6 separate regions of the Sus scrofa genome follow, and regions 1, 2, 3, 4 and 6 are each linked to region 5. Evidence: chromatin contacts called from public Hi-C, HiChIP or PLAC-seq and promoter capture Hi-C data. All regions are on one chromosome and are shown on one strand. Each heading gives the region's core, a stretch centred on a gene start, on an enhancer-like site or on the middle of the called end of the contact. The rest is flanking DNA. Distances are from core to core; before and after follow the strand shown.

Region 1 (4,282 bases), core at 587-3,086, 280 kb before region 5:
GACAGCGGATCCGGGCCAGACTGCACGCGTTTCGGGGAGCGCGAACCAAGAGGCACCGAGGCCGCTCACCTGCCCAGTCCAGCTGCCGAGGCCGGGCGCCTCGGTCTCGAGCTCCGGTTCCCGGCCCCGCTGCGCCTTACCGGGCAGGCGCCCGGCCTCTTCTCCCACGGAGCGGAGTTCCGAGAAACCCGGGCCCCGCGCGCCCTGGAGTGGAGCGTGGTGGGAGGCGCAGCGGGCGGCCAGGGCAAACGGGTCCCCAAGGGCCGGAGACCCGCGGTTCCCAGCTGGCTGGGGCTCTGCGTCCCCGGCCCCGCGCCTTTACCTGAGCCGGGGCCTCAGACAGACGAACAGATAGCCGGTCGCAGAGGCAGGAGGAGGCCCCCAACCCCGGCCACTGCCCAGAGCTGGCCTTGGGAGAGGGTGACCGGGGCGCGCAGGCGGAGCTGGGCCTGGCCGGGTGCCCCCCGAGCTGAGGGGACCGAGGGCTTTCCTCCCTCCTCGGATTATTAAAAAGTTCATTTCCTGGCGAATCGGGTGACGTCAGGGGCCCGGCGTCGCGGTGGCGGGGCTGCCCGGCCGGAGAAGCCGCCTCCAGTTACCCAATTACCGACTGTCAATCCTGCTGCCCCTCCCCCCACCGTCCCTGGGGTGGCCAGGACCCCTGCCCTTCCTCCTGCTTCGGACCCATCCAGGATCCCTCTGGGCTTCTATCCCGAGAGCAGTGGACCCGAGGGGAGAGGGCTGGAGGATGTCGATTACTCCCTGTTACCGCCCCACCCCCGCACCTGTCTCAGTGCCCCCAAATTTCTTTGTTTCTAACACCCCTCCTGGGCTACAGGCTCCCTTCGAGCCTCGGTGTCCTCCGTCTGTACAATGGGAGAGAGCAAAGAGATTAGTGCAGCCGGCCCACTTCACCCAGAGCTGGATCTCTGGGCTGGAGCTTGTGGAGAGCAGTTCCAGGTGACTTAGGGAATGGAGTTCTCAGACCACCATCTCCATCTCTCCGGGGGCCGCCTTAAGGACTCCCCCCACCCCAAGAGGAGAGGGGAAAAAAAAAAAAAAAAAGCCTCCTCCTGCCCGGAGGCGTCTCCTTCGAGCCGGCGCTGGCGCCAGTCCGGGTCTCCACGGCCTCGCCCCAGGCAGTTCGGCCCGTTGGTCTGCGAAAGGCCACGCCCGGGAAGGGGACGCCCCCTCCCCCTCTCAAGAGTCGCCAGCCAGGCCACCTCCACCAGGTCAAGCAGTCCTAAATGGCCTCTGGTTCGAGGCCCAGGTGCCCACGGAGGCTCTGTAATTTCTGCCCCTCACCGCCCCTGTTGTCCTGCAGCTATCCACCCAGTCCCTCACCCGGCTAGCGCCCGAGTTGGCGGAGGGAACAGTCCGGGTAGGTAGTTGGACTCCCGTGGCCACGTTCAGTGGTAAAGGAGGTGGGATCCGAGAGAGTGGGCGGTCTGGGGTTCTGGGGAGAGGACTTCAAACACCCAGAGGGTGCGCAGCCTAGGCTCCCGGGGAGGAGGTCCAGTAAGAGGTTAGTTACTGGGAAGAGAGTCCAGAGGTTAGAGGAACCAGGAGTGTCCGCAAGAGGGGGAACAGCGGTTGGCCTGCGGGGTGCTGGTCCCGGAGGGGAGCGCGTCGGCAGTAGGGGCCGCCCGGAGGGCGCGGGGAGGGGGCCGGCAGGCGCAGGGGGGCAGGCTCGCGGGTCAGTCCTGGAGTCCGGCGGACCGGGAGTTGCGGGCTCAGCCAATGGGGGGCGGAGGCTGGGCGGCGCGCGGCGCTGATTGGCTGGCGCCGGCTTCTTAGGCGTGAGCGGCCCCCGCTTCATGTCTGTGCAGGAGTCGCGAGCTGGCGCCAGGGCGGCCGGAGGATGCCGAGGGGCCGGAGCCGGGCGGGCCTGAGGCCGAGGCGCGTGCTGCCCCTAGCTCACACCCTGTGAGCCCCGCCAGCCGCCCGACGCACTGTCCCTGAGCCCTCAGTCCCCCCCACCCGGCTCCCGTAGGTGCTGCCGGCTCTGAGGCCGCGCCCCCCTCCCTGCGGCGCTGCCGCTGCGTAAGTTTGGGGTTCGAGAGCTGGCCGGTGGCCTGGGCGCGCCGGGGTCCTGAGAGGTCATTACGGGGGCCTGGGCCGGGGCGGCTGAGGGTGACTGCTTTGGTGTGCCTGGGTGAGAGGTCCCGATTGTGTTGCCGGGGATTGCGCGGGGTGGCTCTCTCTTGGCTGGTGGGGCTGCGTGCGTTTTTTGGGGGGAGGGGCGAGGTCAGTCTGTGTATCGGCGCCAAGTGTAGCTCTGCGCGTGTTGCTGGCATCTTGTGCCACTCATGGGTGCGTGGGTGCCTGCCTTCAACTTCTAGCCTGTTTATGTACAGGGACGGAGCGGATGGTGGTGGCGGCGTGTCTGAGTAAAGTGCTACTCTATGTGCGTTTGTTTGGGTCACTGGTGTCAGTGCTTGTTCCTGCGTGTGACCCCGTGCGCACAAGTGTGTGGTTCTGGGAGCCGGGTCACCATGTGTGCGTGGCTCAACCGGTTCCCCTGTCCTCCTTTCGTTTTGAGCTTTGGGCTTTCCTCCCACCCAGGACTGGTCCGTGGCTGAGGCTCAGCCGCGCTCACGACGCCGCGTGGCGGGACTTTAGGGGTGTTGGGCCGTGGTGGCGCCCCTCACGCCCCTTTCATCGCGCAGGGACGCTGCCACCGCCTCCGCCCAGATCCCGATCCTCCGCCGCCGGCCATGGAGGTGGCGCCCGAGCAGCCGCGCTGGATGGCGCACCCCGCCGTGCTGAATGCGCAGCACCCCGACTCGCACCACCCGGGCCTGGCGCACAACTACATGGAGCCCGCGCAGCTGCTGCCTCCCGACGAGGTGGACGTCTTCTTCAACCACCTCGACTCGCAGGGCAACCCCTACTACGCCAACCCGGCCCACGCGCGGGCGCGTGTCTCCTACAGCCCCGCTCACGGTGAGCCCAGGGCCCCTGGGTGACTAGGAGCCCAGGCGCTGCGCTCTCGCTCCCGGAGCGAGTGGGGAGGAGGGCCCGGCTGCCTACTTCCCGGATGTGGGATCTGCAGGAATTGGAGGAGCTGAGAAATCAAGGCGGGAAAGGAGAGGGCATCGGCCTCTTGGGAGGGTCTGGGCTCCGTAAGGTTTCTGCCCATTTCCAGCTGGCCTATTGAAGTCCCCTCCAGGCCTTGTCCAGGGGGGTCCTTCTGTGCCACTTGTCCTTCAGCTCTGGACTGACATTCCTGATTATTGCCGGTTGGGGTGTTGTGTTTCTGGTTTTCTTTGGGAGGGGGTTACTTGGTTGTTGTGAGTTGTGGCCCTGGGTAGCTGGGTCGGGCTGGGCCCAGCCTGCACACACCCTGACCCCTCTCCCTGCCCCCCGCAGCCCGCCTGACCGGAGGCCAGATGTGCCGCCCACACTTGTTGCACAGCCCAGGGCTGCCCTGGCTGGATGGGGGTAAAGCAGCCCTCTCGGCTGCTGCAGCACACCATCACAACCCCTGGACCGTCAACCCCTTCTCCAAGACGCCACTGCACCCTTCAGCTGCTGGAGGCCCTGGAGGCCCCCTCTCCGTGTACCCAGGGGCAGGGGGTGGGGGTGGGGGAGGCAGTGGCAGCTCTGTGGCCTCCCTCACCCCCACCGCAGCCCACTCTGGCTCCCACCTCTTCGGCTTCCCACCTACACCACCCAAGGAAGTATCTCCTGACCCCAGCACCACCGGGGCTGCCTCCCCAGCCTCGTCCTCCGCAGGGGGTAGTGCAGCCCGGGGGGAGGACAAGGACGGCGTCAAGTACCAGGTGTCACTGACTGAGAGCATGAAGATGGAAAGCGGCAGTCCCTTGCGCCCAGGTCTGGCTGCCATGGGCACCCAGCCTGCCACGCACCACCCTATCCCGACCTACCCCTCCTACGTGCCAGCTGCCGCCCATGACTACAGCAGCGGGCTCTTCCACCCCGGAGGCTTCCTGGGTGGCCCTGCCTCCAGCTTCACCCCTAAGCAGCGGAGCAAGGCACGCTCCTGCTCAGGTAAAGGCAGGTGCGGGGGACCTGGTGGAAGTGGGGATGGTTTGTGCTTTGGGAGAGGGGGCTGTGGTATGGGAAATGGGGCAGTGTTAGTTTCCCAGATCTGGGGATGGTTGAGGTTCCTCTCTAGTAGTCCCCAATAGTGTTTGAGACCTCAGAATGGGGGAGAAGTTACACTAAAACTTTTGCCCTTTTCTTAAGTGTTCCTGGTGGCCCCAGAGTTTATTTCCCTCCCCCACTCCTCAGGCTCCCCTCCCAGGTTGGCCATTAC
Region 2 (4,194 bases), core at 1,422-3,921, 380 kb before region 5:
ATTAGCATGTTTGATATAAAAATATCAAGTCTTTTTTGTGGGCAAAAATTTTTCCTCAAAATTGTTTTCCATTTTACATGCTATTTTAATGTGTTTTTTAAACTTATTTTGACATAAACAGAAAAGTTGCAAAGATAGTAAAAAGAATCCCCATGTACCCTTCACCCAGATGTACTGCCTTTTAAAAATTAATTGCAGGGAGTTCTCATGTGGTGCAGTTGTCACTGCAGTGGGGGTGGGTGGGCAGGGTCGGTCTGATGCTTTGGTGACAGATTCAATCCCTGGCCAGGGAACTTCCATATGCCTTGGGTGCAGCCAAAAAAAAAAAAAAAAAATTAATTGCACACTATGAACATTTTTTTATGTCCACAGACACCATGGCCAACATTTATTACTGGCCAGGTGAGCCTTTTATCCACCATGACTCTGCTATCCCCACAATAACCCCTTAAGACGAATACCATAATTTCCCACGCCTCACATATGAATAAATCAGGCCTTAGATGCTTCCAAAATGTCACTTCACAATCCTTTGTTATGGATCTTTGATTCCTATATTTGTGCACCTACTCCTTAGGTTTTCGATGCCATCTCTAAGTAAGATTATCCACAAAATTCCCCCAAGCCTGCTGGCAGGGCTGAAGGGAGGTCCACAATCACCACAGCACCTTAAATCCATGTCCCATCACCAGGCTACGCCATGGCCCATAATGCACAATGACTGACTACATTTAAAATCTTATAGTGATCTTGTAAACAGCTTAATGTTTCATTTATGATTCAAAATTACCTCATCAAATTTAAATATGTAAATCATACTCTCCTCTCTGCAACCCTACTGGATATTAGTTCATGTAAAAATGTGTGTCCATCCTATGTTCACAGAGTTATTCACAGTAGCAAACAGTAGAAGCAAACCAGGTGTCTACGAACAGATGAATAAATAAAATGCGGTGTCAGGGTGGAAAAATTTTCCTTCTATTTTTCTAATTTCTTTGGCTAGTCTAATGGTTAAATTGTCATAAAAAAGATTAATAGGCAAGGAACCAACTTAATTTCATATGTATGGGAGCCCTATAAAAATAAGAAGGTAGTCAGGCAAGTGAGGCTTATCTGCCCTCCTGAGCTGAGGGAAGGGTTGGGGCTGGAGCTTCAGAGGGGAGGAGGGCCACTCACAAGAAGAGAAGAGCAGGGCAGAGGCTTGGTGATTAGATGTTTGTCCTGCCATGCATGTAAGTCTTTTATTTTATTTTATTTTGATTTATTTATTTATTTTTTGTCTTTTTGCTATTTCTTTGGGCCGCTCCTGCGGCATATGGAGGTTCCCAGGCTAGGGGTCGAATCGGAGCTGGAGCCGCCGGCCTACACCAGAGCCACAGCAACGCGGGATCCGAGCTGCGTCTGCAACCTACACCACAGCTCACGGCAACGCCGGATCGTTAACCCACTGAGCAAGGCCAGGGACCGAACCTGCAACCTCATGGTTCCTAGTGGGATTCGTTAACCACTGCGCCACGACGGGAACTCCCCAAGTAAGTCTTTTAGATAGAAAAGTTTCTCTCTGGTAATTGCTTTTTCTGGTCTGGTCCTTATTTAAATTCTTTTAGGCAGTTAAGGGAGAGCTACAGGCTTTCCCTCATATTGCTGGATACTGACTGCCTTTGGCTCAAAGCAACCCGCGTGCCAAGTTGGCACACTTGGGGTGGCTATTCCGCTACCCTTCAGGGCTCGTGAAAACCACAGAACATCAACCTGCCTTGAAAAAGAAAGGAGCGTGCTACAGCGCGAGTGAACCTTGAAGACTTTATGCTCAGTGATGCACACCAGTCACAAAAGGACAAACACTCCAGGCCTCCTGTATGAGGAAAGAACGGTGGTTGCCAGGGACTGGGGAGGGACAAATGTGGAGGTACCCTTTCAAGGGTACAGAGCTTCGGTCTTCGGCAAAATGAACTTATATAGAGCCTGATCACAGAGCAACGCGATGTATTTAATGCCACTGAACTGCACACTCGAAAGCGACTAAGATGGTTAAGTTCCACGCTGTGTGTATATCACCGATATTAAGTGTTTTTTAAACTTACACAGGATGTGTTTCACATTAATTAAATAAGCAAAGGGTCTCCGACCCGACGCTGTGCTCAGAGGCAGCCCGCTCCGCCGCCCCACCTCCCGGCAGGCCTCCTGGGTTAAGCGTCACTCTGAGGCGACCCCGCGGCCAGAGAAGAAAACCTGCGAACCTGGAGCCCCGCACTGAGCCTTACACATGTCGTTCCCAATGGAACGTTTCGGGATTTGCGTCTTCGCTCGAGGAGACCGAGGCCCCGTGAGTCTTAAAGGAAAACACCAAGCCCGCAACAGTGGGCCCCCATACACTTCCTGGGCTCGGCTTCTCACTCTGTACCTTTCGCGGCAGGTCACGCCTCAGAAAGGAGGGACATAGCTCAGACCCCGGGTCACTGCTGACTTCGCGGCCCAACGAGGCGCTCTGAGGGCGGGGGAGCCGGGTGGGGAGGGAAACACGCCGCCGCTCACTTTCATTTCCGGCCGCCCAGCCAACGCCTCCATCTTGTGCCTTCTGCCGCTTACTGACAACAAAGGCGCCGGGAAATTCCGCGGGAGCCGTCTTTGGCTAGAAGCCTGCTGCAAGCCCTACGCCAGGATCGCCGCGTGTCCCAGAAACAGAACAGCTTCTCAGCGTTCCGAACCGCCCCATAGGCAGCCGCCATTTTGTACGGCAAACCCCTCTATTTCCGCGACCGGCCGCTGACGTAACTGGCGAGGTGCAAGCCAACAAAGGCCGCGCTCATGCCCTCTGGCGGCGGTACAGGAGCAGCATCGCCAGCTTTGACCTGCGGGGGGACTCTGCTTCCGGGTCTTCTCGGGGGGCGTGGCCCGGACCTGTGAGCCGAGCTGGGGCGCGGCTGCGGTGGCCTGGGAACGTGTGTATTGGCATTGGCGCGGGCGCTGTGTGCTGAGCCAGCATGGCTTGATGGGCTCGGTGATCTGTTAGTCACCGTGTCGGAAAGGCCCGTGCTGTTGTTGCCATTTACAGATGAGAAAACAGCGTCCACCTTGCCCTCCCCATTCAACCTTAGTGGAGGTGGCCCGGAGGTCCCTCCTTTATATAAAATGGGGTGACGTTATCTAATGGGCAGGGCAATTGCAAGGACTGAGTTTTCCAATCACAGTATCTCCTTAAATCTCCGTTTCTTACCCACTCGTAATAGTAAGAACAGCAACCCCTTACAGCATGTGTACCACTTGGTCTACAACCCTATGAGGCTCGTTTTACAGGTGAGGACAGGGAGGAAGGCTCAAAGTCCCCCAATAGCTGGTATTGGGGACAGTTTGGGGTGAGAGATTGACTAACTGTAACTGCTACACATTCTCCCTGTCAGGTGTGTGCAAAAAAGGTGGTAAAGTAACGGAGCCCAACCCTCATAGTTGTTGCAGCCTCCTGGGACAGACACTGGGGCTTCTAAGGCCAGGCCCCTCAGGGGAGGAAAGAGATGAGGTAGGGAAGAAGAGGGGGAGTACCAGAGGGAATGGGCTGGAGGCACCGAGAAGCATCTTTGTCCCTTCTGCACCAAAAGTGAGGAAATGGCTTTCAGCCTGAAAAATGGGAATCTGGGATGATAGTAATGATGATAATTGCTACAACACACTGAGCAGTTACCACAGCTACCACAGTAAGCCTTAATCCAGCCTCAAAAATGGAGACAACTTGGGAAAAGTAGGTCCCTTATCCTTGGCAGTCTTTTACTTACCTATGAAGCTAGGGCAGAGAGGATCCCTGTCCTGGCCACCTAGCCAAGTTGTTATGAGCATAGAGTTTTGGTGTTCTCTTTGCCATCTGATGTGGCTTTTTTTTTTTTTGTCTTTTTGCTATTTCTTGGGCCGCTCCCGCGGCATATGGAGGTTCCCAGGCTAGGGGTCCAATCGGAGCTGGAGCCACCAGCCTATACCACAGCCACAGCAACACAGGATCCGAGCCACGTCTGCAACCTACACCACAGCTCACGGCAACGCCGGATCGTTAACCCACTGAGCCAGGGCAGGGACCGAACCCGCAACCTCATGGTTCCTAGTCGGATTCGTTAATCACTGCGCCATGACGGGAACTCCTGATGTGGCTTTTGAGGGAAGATGGCGTTGGCAAGGCTGGGGAAAACAGGCGCTGTGACACCTACA
Region 3 (4,116 bases), core at 1,318-3,817, 360 kb after region 5:
TCAGGTACCACCAAAAAAAAAAAAAAAAAAAAAAAAAAAAAAAATGCAAAAGTCTGACTAGACATTTTTCTTTTTTCTAGGGCCAAACCCACATTATATGGAAGTTTCCAGGCTAGGGGTTGAATCAGAGCTACATCTGACAGCCTACACCACAGCCACAGCAATGCGGGACCAAGCTGTGCCTGCGACCTACACCACAGCTCATGGCAACATCAAATCCCCAACCCACTGAGCAAGGCCAGGGATCAAACCCATATTCTCTTGGATACTACTTGGATTTTCACTGAGACACAATGGGAACTCCCTGACTAGATGTTTCTGAAAAGATACACAAATGGCCAATGAACACATGAAAGGATGCTTCACCTCATTAGCCATCAGGGAAATGCAAATCAAAATCACAATAATAAACCACTTCACAGGCACCAAAGATGGCTAAAATCAAAAAGAAAGTGTTTTATACAGAACGTGGGGAAATCAGAACCCTCATGCACTGATGATGGAGATACAAAAGGGCGCAGCTGCTAGAGAACAGTCCTCAACATACTGAGCTGCCATCTGACCCAGGGATTCCATTTCTAGGTACCCAGCCAAGAGGACAGAAAACATCTGTCCACACAAAAACCTGGTATAGGAATGTTCATAGCAGCATCACTCCCAACAGTCAAAAGATGGACACAGCCTAATTAACTGATGAGTGGATACATAAAGTGGGACACATCCGTAACATGGAATGTTACTCAGTAATACAAAAAAATGAAGTACTGATGCCTGCTTCAACATGGATGAACCTTAAGAAACATCACAGTGACTGAAAGAAGCCTGCCCTGAAATACCATATATTGTATGATGCCGTGTATATGAAATGTCCAGAACAGGCAAATCTAGAGACAGGAAGTACATTTGTGTTCGCCTAGGGCTGTGGTGAGGGCAGGGGCATTGGAAAGAAGAGGAATGAATGTTAATGGGTATGGGTTTTTTGGGAGGAATGATAAAAATGTCCTAAAATTGATTGTGATGACAGTTGGAATTGCACATTTAAAATCCTATCTTCTTTACTTATATCTCAATAAACCTGTAATTTAAAATAACACAAGTCCACAAGCATACAGTTTATCTTTCTTTTCTTCCTGCTTTTTTTAGGGCTGTACACACAGCATATGGAAGTTCCCAGGCTACAGCTGCCGACCTATGCCACAGCCACAGCAATGCCAGATCCGAGCCTTCTACACTGCAGCTCAGGGCAACTCTGGATCCTCGACCCACTGAGAAAGGCCAGGGATCAAACCATCTTCATGGATACTAGTTGGATTTGTTTCCACTGAGCCATGACAAGAGCTCTCCACAAGCATACATTTTATATTGCCTTTAACATACACATAAAAAATAACAGGAGTTCCCATTGTGGCACAGGGGTTAACAAATCTGACTTGGAACCATGAGGTTGCAGGTTCAATCCCTGGCCTTGCTCAGTGGGTTAAGGATCCAGCGTTGCTGTGATCTGTGGTGTCGACTGAAGACGCAGCTCAGATCCTGCGTTGCTGTGGCTCTGGCGTAGGACAGCAGCAGCTCTGATTAGAGCTCTAGCCTGGGAACCTCCATATGCTGCGGGAGCGGCCCTATAAAAGGCAAAAAAACAAAAAAAATAAAATAATAAAATCTAAAAAAATTTTTAAAAAGTCTCAGTGTATCTAATTCTACCTATATATCACATCTCCTATTATCTTTTCACTCAGTTTTTTCAGATCAATCCATTATTAAAATTTTTAATTGCTCAATCCTCATATACCAAAGGAAAAGCCTTTCCCTCCACCCCCCTACTCTGCCAGCTGTCCCCTCACGGCTCCCCTTCAGAACCAGACTTCTCAGGTTTCCCCACATATAGTTGCTACTTCCAGACCTCCCCTCTTTATCCTACTCACACTGCACTGAAACTGCTCACCAAGGTCTACCATCAAGTTCCCTGTTACCACAAACACCATATTTCAACTTAAGATGTACATTTAAAATGATTTTCCAGTATCTCTAAACTGGGATGTCTTAGGGTTGATGGCATCTAACCATAAGTGTTGGTGTTTTTGTATCAGTAGCACATAAAACAAAGGTGGCTCTTACAGCACATGGCATCTTAAGTGCAATGAAACATGGCACAGTGGACAGCTTGTCACCCCACCTGGTCTTGTCCCAAGTGACCTCAACCTTCTTGAAAGTCCTTCTGGCTGCCATCCCCGCCCCTCCCCCAGCTTCCCCCACCCCCAACATTTGCTCACCCCAGTGTCCTTAGCTGGCTCACAAGTAGGCACTCAAGCTTCCAACAGCAGTTGCCACTCTGCTCTCAGCAGGCTGATCGATCACCCAGCCCCATGGGGACTACAACTTGGCTGTCTAGATTCAAAGTTACCTGTGAAACTGTTTCCCTCTTCATTAAAAGGAAGCTCTCCATTGTCCCTGGACCTCAACCTAGGTCTCCAGCCACAAGCTTCCAGGGAGAGGCCAGTGCAGTGCCAGAAAGAGCAGGGCTGTTCCCCAAGGCCCAGTCACCTCCAGGCCCTCTGGGTGCACCAGTATGTGTGAGCCCCCGACTCCAGATAGACACACAGACAGCAACTGCCAACTGAACTCCCCAGGAAGACCCACACCCACAGACAAAACCACTCTTCCAGGCTGACCTACACCTGCAGAAAACCAGAGGCAGGAGACAGGGCAAAAAGGGAAGTGCAGGGAGGCCTGAGGCACAATGCCAAAGATGTAAAGTTGAGACCAGTATTCAGATTTTACTCCATTTTATTAAAAACTAAAACTACAGGAAGGAGAAGTGAATGTACAAACAAGAGCATGGGGAAGTGGCCAGGCAGGAGGACAGACTACCCCACACAGGGGCCTTGCTGGGATCACCCCCACCACGAGTCATCATCCCTGACCCCAACCAACCTTCCCTCTGGCAGAAGCCAAGGTTGCAGGGCTATGTGACCAGTCAGGGTCCCCTCTGTGAAGAACCCAAATGCTGCCTCTACTCAGGAAAGCCTAGAGAACCGCAGGACCCAGTTCAGAACACACAGCAAGTAAAGTGACCTCGCTCTTCGTTCAGGCAATGGCAGCACAGGCAGCAGGACAGAGACATCATGCCAAGATTGCCTCATGAACCCCATCTCCCAGAACAGACCCTGGGTGTCCTGAACACATGCCACACCACCCCACAGAAGGAGGTTGGTGGTGGGCCACTGGCGGGCAGCTGAAAAAGCAGCTCTGGGAAAGGTGGTAACCCAGATGGCAAGAGCAGAGGAAATGAAATCACCAAGCAGGACTCGAGAGTGAGGAAACATGCAGCTGCAGGCCAGCCACACCACCTTCCCTCTAGGACTGGCTTGGTTTCCTGAGCAGACCTGCCAGCATCACACAAAAACCCCGTTGCTCAGAACTGCTGAAGGATCACCTTCCGCTTCAGATCATGGCTGAACTTGTTCATCCTGAAGAGCTCACTGTCGTAAAAGGCAGACAGATTGTGGATGTTGATCTGACGAGCCTGAAAAGAGGGGTGTGCAGTGAGCCAGGAGGACTTGCTGCCCAGCCATGGGTGGCAGGGGCTCCGTCTCCATCACGGGGAGGGTAAACAAGGCCAAGTAAGTGGCTGGAACTGGACACGGGGCTTGAAAGCTTAGTGTGGACAGCTGCCTGTGAACTTGGACAGGGGTGTGGCTGCCCTGTGCCCGGGCCCTGCAGAACGGGTGACAGTAACAGGACACCCAGTGACTGGCTGCAGGCAAGGTCGCAGTGTGCAGAACCAGGCTCAGCACAGCACACACATCCGTGAAGCGGCCCTCAGCCCTGCCTGGCCACTAAGCACAGAGGATGCTCTGCCCAGGTGACCTGCAGCCCCAGGCCGCCCAAGCTCCCTTCTGGCCACACCCTACCTTGTCCACCAAGTCCTTCTCGGGCACTTCAATAGTGTCCTGCTGGGCCCCAAAGCGGCTGCGCTGATAAGCCACCTGCTCAGCCACCAGCTGCTTCAGGATGAAGAGCAATAGCTCATTGTTGTCCCGCCGGAAGGACAGGTAGCGGGCGAAGGTCTGTGGAGAGAGGTGGAGTCAGCCAGCCCACAAGCACTCAAGGCCGCTC
Region 4 (4,205 bases), core at 903-3,402, 280 kb after region 5:
AGGATGGATAACAGTCCAGGTCCATGCCCCCTGCATGGTGGATTTGAATCTGGGCTGCCCACTCCCCCACCGAGGGTGCTTCCCCAGAGAAGAAAGTGGATGTTTTCGGCAGTGGACATTTCCCTCTGAGAACAGCCTGGCTGTGGGGTTTTTCAGACGAAGTGCATGAGTGGGATCAGGGCACTGGGCCCCAAGGTGGAACCAGTGAGGTCTCCCCCTGAGTCATTGGCAGAAGGGGAACTTAGGGGCAAGGCCACCAGTGTGACCTTTCCAAGCCTTGTGCCATAGATCATCTTGTCAAATCAGGAGCCAGCTGGTCCCAGGGATGCAGGTCTCCTATTAACCAGGTCAGGTTTGTTTTCCCACCACCCAGCCTTCCCAAGTGAAGTTCATGGCTGCCCCCAGACCCCTGGATTACCTTCCATGTCTTTGGCGTGCACACAGTCCTCTGGAGTTTCTCAAAACCTTTGCTAAAAAATTAACAATTTTAGAATAATACATTTATTCAGTTCAAAACCTGAAAGGGAAAGGCTGTGAGTGGCCCCCTCCCAGTTACAGGTGGCAACCAGTTGGCAGAGTCTGTGCATTTCCAAGGGCGCTTGCACCCCACGGGCCCCTGGGTTTCACACAGGTGGGGACAGTTTTCAGTGCTTCCAGTTTTGTTCTTTGGTTGGCCTGTGGGGTTTTGTGAGTTGAGGTTTTGTTTGGTCATTTCATGCCTCTTGGCTCTCCTTTCCCATCAAGACTAGTAAAGGCCCCAACAGGGACAGCCCAGGTCAGGTGAGGCCCCAGCAGGGACAGCCCAGGTCAGGTGAGGCCCCAGCAGGGACAGCCCAGGTCAGGTGAGGCCCCAGCAGGGACAGCCCAGGTCAGGTGAGGCCCCAGCAGGGACAGCCCAGGTTAGGTGAGGCCCCTGCAGGGACAGCCCAGGTCACGTGAGGCCCCTGCAGGGACAGCCCAGGTCACGTGAGGCCCCTGCAAAGATGGCCCCTGATAAGGTGATGCCCCTGCAGGGTCAGCCCTGGTCAGGTGAGACTCCTCCATGTACTGCCCCAGGTCAGGTGAGGCCCTTGAGGGTATGGCCCCTGATTAGGTGAGGCTTCTGCAGGTATGGCCCTCTTCAGCTGAGACCCCACTGACTGGCCTCTGGGTCTTTCTGGTTGCACCCTCTCACCCCAAAGACAGATCTCTAGAGACCCCCTCTGGCTGAGGTGGAGGAGGCTGTTCCCTGGGCCCAGCCACACTGTCAGGGTGCAGAGCACAGGGCTGAATCCTGGCCTTCTGACTCCTCCCCCAGAGTGCACTCTTAGCAGGTGAAAGGTTTGTTTCATGGCAGCTAGTTAGTTCCTGGGAAAGACTCCAAAATCCTTCAGGCTGACAGCATGAGCTGCACAAGCCTATGTACCCAGACAGGCCTGGGAAGATGCCCCCCCAGTGTGAGAATGCAGGCCCCCCAGATCCCACATGGCATTTCATTCTTCCGGCCCCTTTTCAACAAACTGGTCTATCTTTAGCCTGGGGTAGAGACAAGGCAGACAGAGACTCCTGGTCCAAAACACTGTCTGTGCTCAGAACAGGTGAAAATTAGCAACAAAAGTCCTGTTCAGAGCAGGCCCCCTGCCCTGGGGACAGAGGCGACCCCTTGCTGCCCAGCTAGTAGGTATCACACCCTGAGCCTGCCTCCGCCTCCTCAGTGGCCTTGCTCAGTAATACTGCAGGAGGGGCTGCAGGTTGGAGACGCCTCCTTTTTCTGGGTAAAACTCCCAACCTCCCTGGGTTTCTGCCTGGGTTCAGGGTCAGGGCTCAGCCAGCCAGGAGGGTGATCCTCTAAATGACCTTCTCTGCCTCTTGCTTGGAGTCTGGGGTCAGAGATGCAGGAGCCAGCCCAGTGCTTCCAGATGCTTCCAACCCCCAGCCCCCACCCCCATCACCCAGGGCACCTAGCCAAGCAGGGGAAGCCGAGAGTGGCTAGCGTGAAGCTAGCACTCTTGCCAGACACATACTGTCTCATTTCCCCTCCATCACCATCCTGTTAGGGAGGAAAATGTTCTCAATTGACGGATGAGGAAATGAGGTCAATTGTTTTGCTCATGGTCAGAGTGAGTGAGCATGGTACCTTTCACCCTGAAACCGCCCAGGATCAACTCTAGCCCACTTCCTACCTGAATGTCACTCCTTTGTTATTAGTCACCAGAGTCCAAAAGGCCCTGGAGCAGGGGGGTTGGAAGGGGAGCGGGAAGGGCCCGGAGAATTGCCCTCATTTGAACCTCAGGTGAATAGACCCAGGAGTCTGGACCATGCTGTGACCACTAACTGGCCCTTGAACTTGGCAGCAGCAATGCACTGAGGGGCATTGTTTCCTCTGCCCCTGCAGCTTCCTGTTCTGTCTGCCTGGGGCTGCACTTCCCCCTAGAAACCTGGCCGTGTCTGGCCGTGCACCCCTGTGCCCCAGGGATATGGGCAATTCTGGCCTCCTTGGCATAGGTCAGCTTGCTGAGCTGCTGTAAGAGGGAGTGCTTGTGACTGCCTCCCTTACGTCAAGCATTTCAGTGGCAGAAGCTTAAAAATGATCATTGGGAGTGGTTAAAACTTGCTGGATCAATAAGAAGTCCTTAATCACTAGTCCTTCAAGTGATGGGGCTGCAGTTCACCCAGGAATGCCCTAAGGGCAGGTCAGGAATACACAACACTCCGTGATTCATGCTTGGCAGGAGGCAGACCTCACTTCCAGGGGAGTTGGCCTCTGTCACGGTGAAGTAGTTTGAGGTCCCAGCTCTGACTGTGACGTTTGCCACAAAGGTCGCCTCGCTCCTGAGTCTCCACGCTAAGTAACATTGGCTCTGCTCATTTAGCCAACCATGGCCTACTTGGCTTCTCCTCGGGGCAGAAACCAGAAGGGCCCAGGGGCAAGCTCCATAGGAACTAGGTATCATTTGGCCTCCTGGCAGCCCCCAAGCTTCACTTCACTGTCCCATCTTACAAATGGAGAGACTGAGGACCACAGACCTTCTGAGGTTTCTAGAACTGGAGTTGGAATCCACATATACTGGGCTCAGTGTCTGTGAGCCCGATTCGTCTACCTCCCTGCCTTCCTTTTCCAGGGGTGGGGGCTAGTGACAGTGTCTGATCGTGGTGGGGGCCTGGCCCCCAGATTATCGTCAGGTGATGAGATCTGGGTTCCCTGTGCAGCCGGGGTCACTGTGACTGCTCTGGCTACACAAACCTGACCCAGCCGTTCGAGGTCATGACGAGGGTAGGGGGGGTCTTACCTCCAGGGGCCCCTCTCCTGAGAGGTGTCCCAGGGTCCCTCCATGCTTCCGAAGGATTATATGAAGAATTTGGGACACTGGGTTGAAATGACATCAGGAACCATAGTATCTCAGTCCATGTCATTTTTGGGTGAGCCACTCCCTAGCACCTCTGCCTCTTCCTGTCTTCCCTCGGAAGGAGGTGCAGGGCTCTCTTGGTTGATGGAGGCTGGCGGAGCGGCCTCAGCCAGCAGGCAGCCTGGACAAGTTGATGTTTTGGGTGTAGAGTCTGTCAGGCTTTCTCTCCCAGCCCCCTGCTTCCTCACCATGTGATTTCAGGACCCCTCCTCAGCCTAGTCTTTCTTTGTCACATAATCAGCTCACTCGCCCTGCTCAGTTCTTCCTCCTCCCATTTTCTCCTTTCTCTATTGACCTTCAGGCTAATGAAACAAACCCTAAAAGAGCAGCAAGAAAGCCAGTGTCTTCATCTTCCCCATGTGATGACACTTTTCCTTTTCTGGTCTCTGGGGAAGAGGCTAAGAAGCACCTCATTTTTTTTTTTTTTTTTTTTTTTTAGGTGTGACATTATTGCCATCGAAGATTTGTCTCTATTCAATCATGTTTTGTTAGAAATGTGGTCGTTGAGTTCCCGCTGTGGTGCAGTGGGTTGAGAATCTGACTGCAGTGGCTCAGGTTGCTGCAGAGGTGCAGATTCTATGCCTAGCCCAAAACAGTCAGTTAAAGTATCCAGCATTGCCATGGCTGTGGTATAGGTCACAGCTGTAGCTCAGATTCGATTCCTGGCCCAAGAACTTCCATATGCCGCAGGTGTGGCCATAAGAAAGAAAGAGGGAGAGGAGGGAGGGAGGAAGGGTGGAAGGAAGAAGAAAGAAGGAGAGAAAGGTGCTTGGAACTTGACCGGTTCAGAAAAAGAGCTCAGGGTCAAGGTGGTACAAA
Region 5 (4,160 bases), core at 1,453-3,952:
CTAGTACTGAGCAGCTAAGGGGGACTATCCCCAGTCCTCTGCTCTAAAGCCTAAGTGTCTTCACTAGCCTGCACAGCAGGAATGGCTGTAACGGGCTTAGAATGACTGTATTATAGTAATTACTGTGTGGACTAAGGAAGTGAAAGTGGAAACAACTTGTGAGCGGCAGTACTAAATGAACAAAATTGTGTTCTTGGAGTTCCTGTCATAGCTCAGTAGAAACAAATCTGACTAGCATCCATGAGGACACAGGTTTGATTCCTGGCCTTGCTCAGTGGGTTAAGGATCTGGCATTGCCATGAACTGTGGTATAGTAGCAGATGTGACTCAGATCTGGCATTGCTCTGGCTGTGGTGTAGGCCAGCAGCTGCAGCTCCGATTGGACCCCTAGCCTGGGAACCTCCATATGCGAGGCCCTAAAAAAAAAAAGGTGTTCTTAAAAAATACTCTTTTGGCATTCCTGTTGTGGCTCAGCAGAAACAAGTCCAACTAGTATCCATGAGGATGTTGGTTTGATCCCTGGCCTTGCTCAGTGGGTTAAGGATCTGGTATTGCTGTGAGCTGTGGTGTAGGCTGCAGACACAGCTTGGATCCTGCATTGCTGTGGCTATGGTATAGGCCGGCAGCTGTAGCTCTGATTTGGCCCCTAGCCAGGGAACTTCCATGCTGCAAATGCGGCCCTAAAAAGACAAATAAAATAAAATAAAATACTCTTTTAAGCTGAGGTCTAATTAAGCATGGAACCAGAGTCCTGATTCTCTGGTCAGCACTGGCTGTAGTACCTTTGTGTCGACCACTGTCCACAGGCCTCAGCAAGACAAGCACATAAAGGCGACAGGGATGGATATTCAGATACTGCGTGAGAGAATGGGCTGAATTCATAGACTGGTCTTCATGCGAATGCTCCCTTTCCTCCTCTCACTCACCAAGAGAGTAAGGAGGCAGCCAAGAAAAGGCAACACAACTACAGGCTGACCAGTAACATAACATGCTTGCACTGAAATGATTCTTTACAGGAAAAAGGAGTGGACAATTTTTACAGACTCACTTTTTTAATAACCAAGCCTCCTCTCCCGTATGCAGCTAAGTTCAACAGGAAAAAATTAAAAACTGTTTATCCAGTGTTGTCTACTGTGCCCCTTAATAGCCCCCAACCCACCCATGTCTCCCAGCCCACTCCCACAGTTCACTCTCTACTGCAAACGCCTCTCAACCACCAAATCTACTATCCCGCCCCAGAAGCAGCTTCCTAATCTGTCTGGCTCCCACTGTTTCTCAGCCACACTTTCTGTTCTGTTGATACTGAACCACATCTAACACCCTCCAGCTACTGATCTCCTTAAGCTTAGCATGTTCTATATTCCTTATGCCTAGAATTCCTTTCCCCCTTTTTAAGGAAAATATTCTGCTGTAAAAACCACCATCAGACATCATGTCTCCCATGGTTAATCCCTTCCAGAGCCACTGTGCTGTACCCTGCACATACTTCCACTGCTTCATCCACCACACTCAGTTACAAGACCAAGGTCACACAGTTATTAAGAGACTGTGCGAAGGATAGGTCCCAAGCACAACCCTGCCTCCAGAGCTAGGCTGCTGGGGATGGACAGACAGATGGGGATGGGGACACACACACATACAACTTTGCCTATTAGCCCATCAAAGCCAGCACATATGTGGGGCATACAGAAAGAATGCAACAATGAAAATATATTACTGTTAATTCTCTTTAAGAAACCAATGAAATTTTTCTTCTTTGTTTAATAGTTTTACATACAATGACAACACTCACTGTCTTCGCCTGTAGCTAACTGTGCAGCAGTGGAAATTCTGATAAAGATTCAGCAAAGCTCTACATTTCTATCTTTCCAGGTTTTAAATCACCAGCAGTAAAAGCAGGCTTCACAGAATGAATGCCCTTGTTCTCAGTAACGGGACAGCCCACAGAAACGGTACTAACTCAACCATACAGAGTAAAGTGACTACTCTTAGCTTCCTGTAGCAGCTGGATACAAGGAGCATCTCCTGGAATACTGACCAGTCCACGACCTGCTTCTGTTGGAGCTGAAGGAGCAAGGGCTCCACCTAAGCACCCTGAAGCTCCTGAGGCCCTATCCACTCGGGCCAGGATCCATTTTCCGGGCAGGGAAAACCCGAGGCTCTGCTCACCGGTGTAACCTCTGCAAACGACGCTCCAGAAAAGCACGGCGGCTCGGCGGAGGCTCCCACACCGGCAGGCCACTTGGCTCCGCTCGGGGCAAGGGGGGTCCACTCGGCGTGTCGGGGTCATTTGAACGGGGTGCAGGCAGTTTCCCACGCCTTCCCTGAACTTACCTTCCGCTCCGGCTTCTGAATTTCTGGCAGGATGACACAGAAGGGCTTGATGACCTCCAGAAACTTGACTTTGAGAGGAGAAACAAAACAGTGTTAGGGCTGAGGGTCCGCGTGCCGCCCCGGGAAGCCGTCTGCCGGGCCAGGTGGGGCAGGGCGGGGGACAGGGTGGGCTTCGTGGCTGGGGCAGCGGGGTCCCGTTCCCGCCCGCGTCGCCGAGGCTGCCCCGAGGGACTCACTCGCCATGGCGGCGGCTGCTGGGCTCCAGGTCGGGCTCCGGGTCGCGCTCCGGCTCCGCTGCGCTGCGAGTGCAGCTCTACTGCCCGCCCGGCCTGGTCCGGGGCGCCGCGCCTCGCCGAGAGACACGTCAGTGATAGCGCCGCGGCCGGGCTCTTCCGCTTCCGCTTCCTGCCACGCTCTGCGGCCGCGCACCGCCTGCACAGGTACCACAATTCCCGGCGTACAGCGGGGCCCCGAGGCCGATGAGGAGGAGGGCCGGGGTCGGGGGGGTCGGGGGGCGGGGCGTGCGGCTGCGCAGTCTGGTCCGCGAGCGCCGAGCAAGGATACCGACTCACCTCTGTGCTCCTCGCAGCACCGGCGACTAGTTACGCCTTAGATTCTGACTTCTTTGGAGCAGGCCTGTCCCGGCGCTACCTAGGTGCCCGGTACTCACCAGGTGTGCGGTGGCGGGGCGACAGTGGCACCCGTTTGTGGGGTTTTTGAGCGAGGCCGGGGCCCAGTTCGTGGTCAGGAGGCTCCTGGGAGGAGCCGGGTCCTGGGTCCAGGGAGGCCTCCGGGAGGAGGCGCCCCAGGGTTGCGAGCGCAGCACCTGGTGTGACTGCCCGAGATCGTGGAAAGAGAGAAGTCGTCTTTGGCTGGAGCCAGGGCTGTGTGAAGGGGAACCTTACGATTTAATGGTCTTGGGGCCGGGGCGGGGCGATGGTGCTAGACGGTGAGTTCATTTTCCCGGCACCTGCAATCCACGGTGGCCCATGGTAGGTACTCAGAAAGAAGGGAAAGAGACTGCGCTGCCCGCATCTAGAGGAGGGAGGTTTCTTGGAGCGGTCTGCATCCGTACTGGTAGAAGTTGGAGAAGCAGATGTGGCAAGATGCTTTGTGCAGTGTTAACTTAGGGATTGTTATTTCAGTTTTTCCCTTCCTGTTTTTAGCAGTTAGCCAGGACTTGTAAATCCTTGATTCAGAAGTTTTTGTAAAACAGGAAGTCTTTTCTACAAGGTTTTTGAAAACCTGACCCATGGGTGGAAAATTCAAGTGACTGCTGGAACTTCTTGAAATGACTCAGGTGTGGCATCATTTGATACTTTTCCTCACAGGGAAAAGTAAGCTCTGCTACTCTTTTAGGGCTGCTTCTGAGATCACGCCCCATCTTCCGGTCCAGGATTCCTTCATAATCTCCTCTGGGGTTTTGGCCAGAAACTGAAACTGTCAGCCGCTGTACTAAGTTCAGCAGATAGATCAGAGCTGATATTTAGCCCATATGCACCCTGAACCATACTGATGGTGAAAACATTGAAATACTTAATGGTAAAGTGTATCGTGGTAAATGTATTGTTGCAGTCAGCTAATACAAGTTTTCATATAAAATCATTGGTTTGTACTGACAGTTTTTAAGACATTAGTACCATAGAAAATGGGCTTCCACAGAATTTGTAGTTCCCATTGTGGCTCAGTAGGTTAAGAACCTGACTAGTGGAATTCCCCTTGTGGCACAGCGGAAACAAATCCAACTAGTATCTGAGGATTCAGGTTTGATTGATGGCCTCGCTCGGTAGGTCAGGGATCTGACGTTGCCGTGAACTGTGGTTTAG
Region 6 (4,385 bases), core at 101-2,600, 310 kb after region 5:
GGGATGCAGGTGAAGGGGAGAGATCCAGAGCCACTGTGAACACCCGCATGCAGCCCCCCGCCCCCAACCCACTTACCATTGGCCAGCAGGTAGAGCACAAGTTCCTCATGGCCACAGAGGCAGGCATAGTACCTGAGGGGAAGGGACCCAGTGCTGTCAGGCCTGCAGCGCCACCAACCCTGACCACCCCTGCTCCCCCCACGGCACTCACAGCGGGGTGCTGTCCCACTTGTCCCGCACGTTCACCTCCACGTCACGCTGCTCTAGCAGATACCTGGGCAGGGAAGTCAGAGCTGAGTCAGGCCAGGTTCCTGGTCTGGAGAGCAAACCTTCAGGAGGGGAAGGAAGGAAGCCTCCCCAGGTGAGGGCGGGTGAGGGCTGAGCAGAACAGGAAAGGCACTTGAGACAAGGAGACCACGGAGTGGCAATGGGAAACCCAGCATCAGAGGCCCCAGAACTGAAGGGGCCTCTGGGCAGAAAGCCTTTGGGAAGGAGGAGAGGAAGGGGCCTCTGCCTCTGTGGGAGCCCTCTGGCTGCTTGGGGTGGCAAGGCCGAGCACGAGCTGCTGCAGGCATACTGGTGATGTGGAAATGACAAAAAGGTAGGTTCTAGAAGGTGGATGTCAGGAGACAGGGCAGCAGGTGGGGTGGGGAAGTGGGAATCAACAAGGGTGGTGATGGAGCCACCACAGAGGAGGAAGTGCCTTGGGGGAGACACCTGGGCCGACCTCAAGAGCGCTCCCAGCAGCATCACAAGTGGCACCTGCAGCGGGGGAGCTGTGCGGGTCAGGAATTGGCGAAGGTGGGCAGGTGCCTCCCATCCCAATCAGGCAGCCCACGGAGATGGCGACTGCAGCGCCCAGTCAGCTCTAGCCGCACTTGGGGAGTTTCCGAATCTCCGAGGACTAGAGACCCCAGCTCCGGGTCCACAGCGCATCAGAAACGAATCGCGGAGTCCCAGGCCGGCCCCCAGGGTCTGGCGCCCGGGCCCTTCTCTTCTCTCCGCGCTCTCCTCTCCCCCTCCGGGCGTTCTCGTCGCAGTACCTTCCTCCGGGACCCCCTGGAGGAGTCACGCCAGAGCTCCCCGATCCCCGGCTCCACCCCAGAGCACTGTGGCAACCTAGGCAGCCCTGCTTCGGCGTCTGGGCGCCCACGGGGGAAGGGTCTGCGGCGGGGTCACCCACCCGGCACCCTCCCGGGGCCAAGGGTCCTCACCGCACTCGGCCCACGTCCCCCTTCCTGCAGCTGGAGAACAGGTCGCACGTATCCATGGCGCGGACGGCCCGGACCCCCGCCAGGCGACCTCAGAGCCCCGGCCGGATATAAACACGCCCCGCCCCGCCCGGGCGCTCGGCAGCGGCGCCTGGCGCTCGGAGGACCGACTCGGGCGCGCTGCCCCGCCCCCACCCCAGCCCAGAGTAAGAACGAGTCGCTTAGGCGGACCACGGGCCGGCGTGCTCTCCCGGCGGCTTTAATAGGGTCCCGGGCGCCCCGCGGGGCGTCGGGTCGGGGGGGTGGGGGGTGCCGAGATGCGTCGAGAGTCACTGGAGGGGGAGGCAGAGGACCCCACGCCGAGGCCCGGGCCGGGCGGGGCTCAGCCCCTCACAGGTGCGTGTCCTCCTCAAACACGTCTGAGTCCTCGGGGTCACGCTTGCCCCCCATGAGCGCGCTCCATCCCCCCGGGCCGTTGACCGCGCCGCCGCCATTCAGGCTGGGCTGCTTCTCCTGCATCTCCGACTGGCTGTCGCTGGCCACGTCCAGCGTGGGGTTGTCGTGGCAGCCGTTCTCCACGAAGCGCAGCTCCTCGCCGTGCGACTGCGGCGGGAGGGGCGGCTGGGCGGGCGCGCCGGCCCCGCCGCCCCACATCCCTCCAGACCCTCCCTAGACAGGGGACCCCTGTCGGACCCTCGACGGACAGCGGACAGACAGCCCCTTCTGGTCCTGTAGCTCAACTCCTTTCTTAAAATGACCATTGACCCTTTACACTTATCAGCCTTGTGGCCTCCCTGACACCGTCTATCCCTCCACCACCCCAGAGACTCCTAGAAAATAAGGGAGGTGTGCACTGCCTGCACCCCACTCCCACCCCCAACCGGGGCGTCTGCAAGGCCGCCCTGCCCAGGAGGAACTGGGCCCACAACCCACACCTCCAGCATCTGACAACCAGGAGCTGGGCCCTGGACAAGGACTTCAACTCACAGTACCCACCCCCTAGTAACTGCCACCTCACTCACAAATAAGGACCCCAAGTTTCAGGTGCCCGGCTAGCTGGACCCCCTATACCACCCGGACCAGGCCCCCTGCCCACCCACCCTCACGCTCACCACGTGTTTCAGCTTGGGCAGCCGGCGCTGCCAGCAGTTATAGAGCAAGCCCAGCACGATGATGACCACACAGATGGCACCGATGACCACCAGCACCACAAAGAGCGTCCCGTAGTCACTGCGCACCTGGCTGGCCCGGGCCTGGCAGCTGCTTGTAGTGGAGTAGTTCTGGATGCCAATCTGGGGACAGGAGGGCCGGCTTCTGAGCTGAGGTCCTGGGGTACTAGGTCTCCCCAGATTGGAGCTCAGGGTGGGCAACATGCCTGGCCTGTGCTCACCAAGGACTCTGCCCACCTCCCTTCTCAGCCTTCCCTCACATACTGGCCTCAGCTCTGCCCACCCCAACTCTGCTTGTGCGGAGATCTGGCCCTAAATGGACTTGCAGGTAGCCTTAACCCCCACCCCCACCCCCACCGCCCCAGGTCTGGCCCCATGCTGGCACAGTCCCAACCATCCCCCCACTTTGAAAAAAGACAAAGGCACCTGTGAGCCCCTCTCTTCACTTTTTCCACCACATACCCACCCATTCAGGCTCCTGAAACACTGCTTCCCCTGTGGGGGCAGGGGTGTTCTGCTATCATTCTGGCCATGTGAGCCAGAGAGTGTACAGGAGGCTGGGATGATCCACATCCCAGGCCATCCCCAGCCTCTTGGCTTCCTCCTCTGCTCACTGGAGTGGTCCCAATGTGACCAGCACCCTCCCACACAGCAGGCAGTCCTGGGCAGGCTGGCCTTCTCTGTCCAAGAGGCTGCTTTGTCCCAACTGGGCATCCCAGGTGGAGGGGAGCAGGAAATGTGAAGTGCCACCATCAGATGCCAGATGCCAGGGGGAGGGTGCTGTCTTCTGGCTCTGGGTGCAGAGACCTGGGAGGCCCCCTTTCTGCCACAGGCCCCCTTTCTAAGGCCAGGTACTAGCCCTTCTTCCTGTGAACCACCTATGTATTTCTAGTACTCTTCCCTACTCTTAATTTATCAAGGTCAGTGCACATGCTAAATCTGCCACATACACTTCCAGACCCAGCATGCCTTTGGGCCAAGTCAGGCTCAATGAAGTGTTCAGTAAAGCCAGAATACTGAAGAGGGGAAGAGGCAGGAGGGTCTGTAGAAGGTTGAGCTCAAGTTTCCACCAGCACCTCCTCCCCCGCCCCCAGTTCATGAACCTCAAATCTGCCAACTTGGAACAGCTCTTGGTGGCCATCCAGGTGGTGCAGATACAGCCTCATGGTGAAAGGCCCAGGCTCTTGAGTCATTTAGGTCTAGTCCAAAGCCTGACTCTACTGCTCACTAGCTGTGCCATCTGGGGCGAGTCACCTCCCTGCTCTGGGCTTCAGCTCTCGTCTTAAATGGGGTATCAACAGTCCTCAACAGGGGCCTCGCTCATTGCCCACAATCCCTGGGTGATGGTGAAGGTGGGATGGGAGAACTGAATGAAATCTGGCTCTCAGCACCCAGTCTGTTTATCAAAACCCCAAACAGCCTCAGAGGCCATCCTTCTGCCCTGCACAGGCTAGATAAGGAGGCAGGACGCATGGGTCACTGGATAAGGAGGCAGGGCCCACAGTCACGCATGCCTCAACTCTGCCATCACACACTACAGGGCCCTGTTGACAGGCCCCTGGATTCCACAGTGAAAGGCAGGAGTCTGGGGGACACCAGGCTGTCCCCAAGGGAGGGGAGGAACTGAGGGTCTCCCCTTCAGGGAAGAGGCATCTGGAGCAGAGGCTGGCCAGCCTGTCTCCTCGGTCCAGGTCTCAGGGCCAGCCAGGCAGCCGGAACCAGTGTTCCCCCACCCCAGCTGACAGAGCACCAGCCAATCCCCAGCAGGGAGTGCCTGGTGATGATTTCTTTTGTGGTTTTGGAAACCATGTCACATCATTCCCACCTAGCCAACTTCTGCACAGCTCCTGGCCCAGACTTGTGCTTCTCCACTGTTGACCCAGAGAACTCCGCTTACCTTCCGACACACCCCACCAAGGTCCACTCCCCTGTGTCCTCCCGACCACTGCCCTCTGCAGCTTGGGTCTGCACCTGGCACCACATCACCTGTACCACGACTGGTAGC

The links. Promoter capture Hi-C pulls out the DNA fragments that hold promoters and counts their contacts. A called contact is a pair of places that touch in the nucleus more often than the background predicts. HiChIP or PLAC-seq counts read pairs in DNA pulled down with a chosen protein or histone mark.
Region 1: a contact with region 5 is called in an H3K27ac HiChIP or PLAC-seq map of alveolar macrophages. The contact joins the promoter of GATA2 here to the promoter of SEC61A1 in region 5. A contact is called at or near these places in 2 of 5 promoter capture datasets (fetal liver and liver), 1 of 47 Hi-C or Micro-C datasets (heart right ventricle) and 1 of 2 datasets of contacts at active chromatin or transcription factors (alveolar macrophages).
Region 2: an H3K27ac HiChIP or PLAC-seq map of alveolar macrophages shows a contact between it and region 5. The contact joins the promoter of RAB7A here to the promoter of SEC61A1 in region 5. A contact is called at or near these places in 1 of 5 promoter capture datasets (liver) and 1 of 2 datasets of contacts at active chromatin or transcription factors (alveolar macrophages).
Region 3: a promoter capture Hi-C map of fetal skeletal muscle shows a contact between it and region 5, with 2.9 times the contacts expected there. The contact joins the promoter of PODXL2 here to the promoter of SEC61A1 in region 5. A contact is called at or near these places in 1 of 5 promoter capture datasets (fetal skeletal muscle) and 1 of 47 Hi-C or Micro-C datasets (epiblast stem cells).
Region 4: a contact with region 5 is called in an H3K27ac HiChIP or PLAC-seq map of alveolar macrophages. The contact joins the enhancer-like site here to the promoter of SEC61A1 in region 5. A contact is called at or near these places in 2 of 5 promoter capture datasets (fetal liver and fetal skeletal muscle), 3 of 47 Hi-C or Micro-C datasets (epiblast stem cells, heart right ventricle and retroperitoneal adipose tissue) and 2 of 2 datasets of contacts at active chromatin or transcription factors (alveolar macrophages and skeletal muscle).
Region 6: a contact with region 5 is called in a Hi-C map of embryonic fibroblasts, with 3 times the contacts expected there. The contact joins the promoter of ABTB1 here to the promoter of SEC61A1 in region 5. A contact is called at or near these places in 2 of 5 promoter capture datasets (fetal liver and liver), 7 of 47 Hi-C or Micro-C datasets (alveolar macrophages, embryonic fibroblasts, heart right ventricle and 3 more) and 2 of 2 datasets of contacts at active chromatin or transcription factors (alveolar macrophages and skeletal muscle).

Annotation. Positions count from the first base shown.
Region 1 is chr13:71,987,504-71,991,785 of Sscrofa11.1, forward strand. It overlaps GATA2 (GATA binding protein 2), which reads left to right and starts at 1,837. Exons shown (of 6, transcript NM_213879.1): 1 at 1,837-2,043; 2 at 2,670-2,946; 3 at 3,373-4,014. The coding sequence starts at 2,718. It overlaps LOC102160340 (a long non-coding RNA gene), which reads right to left and starts at 1,048. Exons shown (of 3, transcript XR_306929.3): 1 at 70-1,048.
Region 2 is chr13:71,884,087-71,888,280 of Sscrofa11.1, forward strand. It overlaps RAB7A (ras-related protein Rab-7a), which reads right to left and starts at 2,672. Exons shown (of 7, transcript XM_021069433.1): 1 at 2,536-2,672.
Region 3 is chr13:72,627,612-72,631,727 of Sscrofa11.1, forward strand. PODXL2 (podocalyxin-like protein 2) reads right to left here and starts at 2,568. Exons shown (of 8, transcript XM_021069445.1): 1 at 2,402-2,568. MCM2 (DNA replication licensing factor MCM2) reads right to left here. Exons shown (of 16, transcript XM_003483239.4): 15 at 3,912-4,067; 16 at 2,767-3,523. The coding sequence ends at 3,413.
Region 4 is chr13:72,549,354-72,553,558 of Sscrofa11.1, forward strand. The region is part of intron 5 of MGLL (monoglyceride lipase); the gene reads left to right. Among named protein-coding and RNA genes, the nearest start is that of ABTB1, 28 kb to the right of the region's middle. Within about 2 kb of position 2,153, at least 23 of the 83 cell types and tissues checked have an H3K27ac peak or open chromatin away from gene starts, as enhancers often do. A contact at or near this core is called in alveolar macrophages, fetal liver and retroperitoneal adipose tissue, where this site is marked.
Region 5 is chr13:72,267,139-72,271,298 of Sscrofa11.1, forward strand. SEC61A1 (Sec61 translocon alpha 1 subunit) reads right to left here and starts at 2,703. Exons shown (of 12, transcript NM_001244354.2): 1 at 2,571-2,703; 2 at 2,335-2,402. The coding sequence starts at 2,577.
Region 6 is chr13:72,577,875-72,582,259 of Sscrofa11.1, forward strand. It overlaps ABTB1 (ankyrin repeat and BTB/POZ domain-containing protein 1), which reads right to left and starts at 1,351. Exons shown (of 12, transcript XM_021069446.1): 1 at 1,215-1,351; 2 at 212-274; 3 at 77-132. The coding sequence starts at 1,270. PODXL2 (podocalyxin-like protein 2) reads right to left here. Exons shown (of 8, transcript XM_021069445.1): 7 at 2,324-2,503; 8 at 1,436-1,814. The coding sequence ends at 1,602.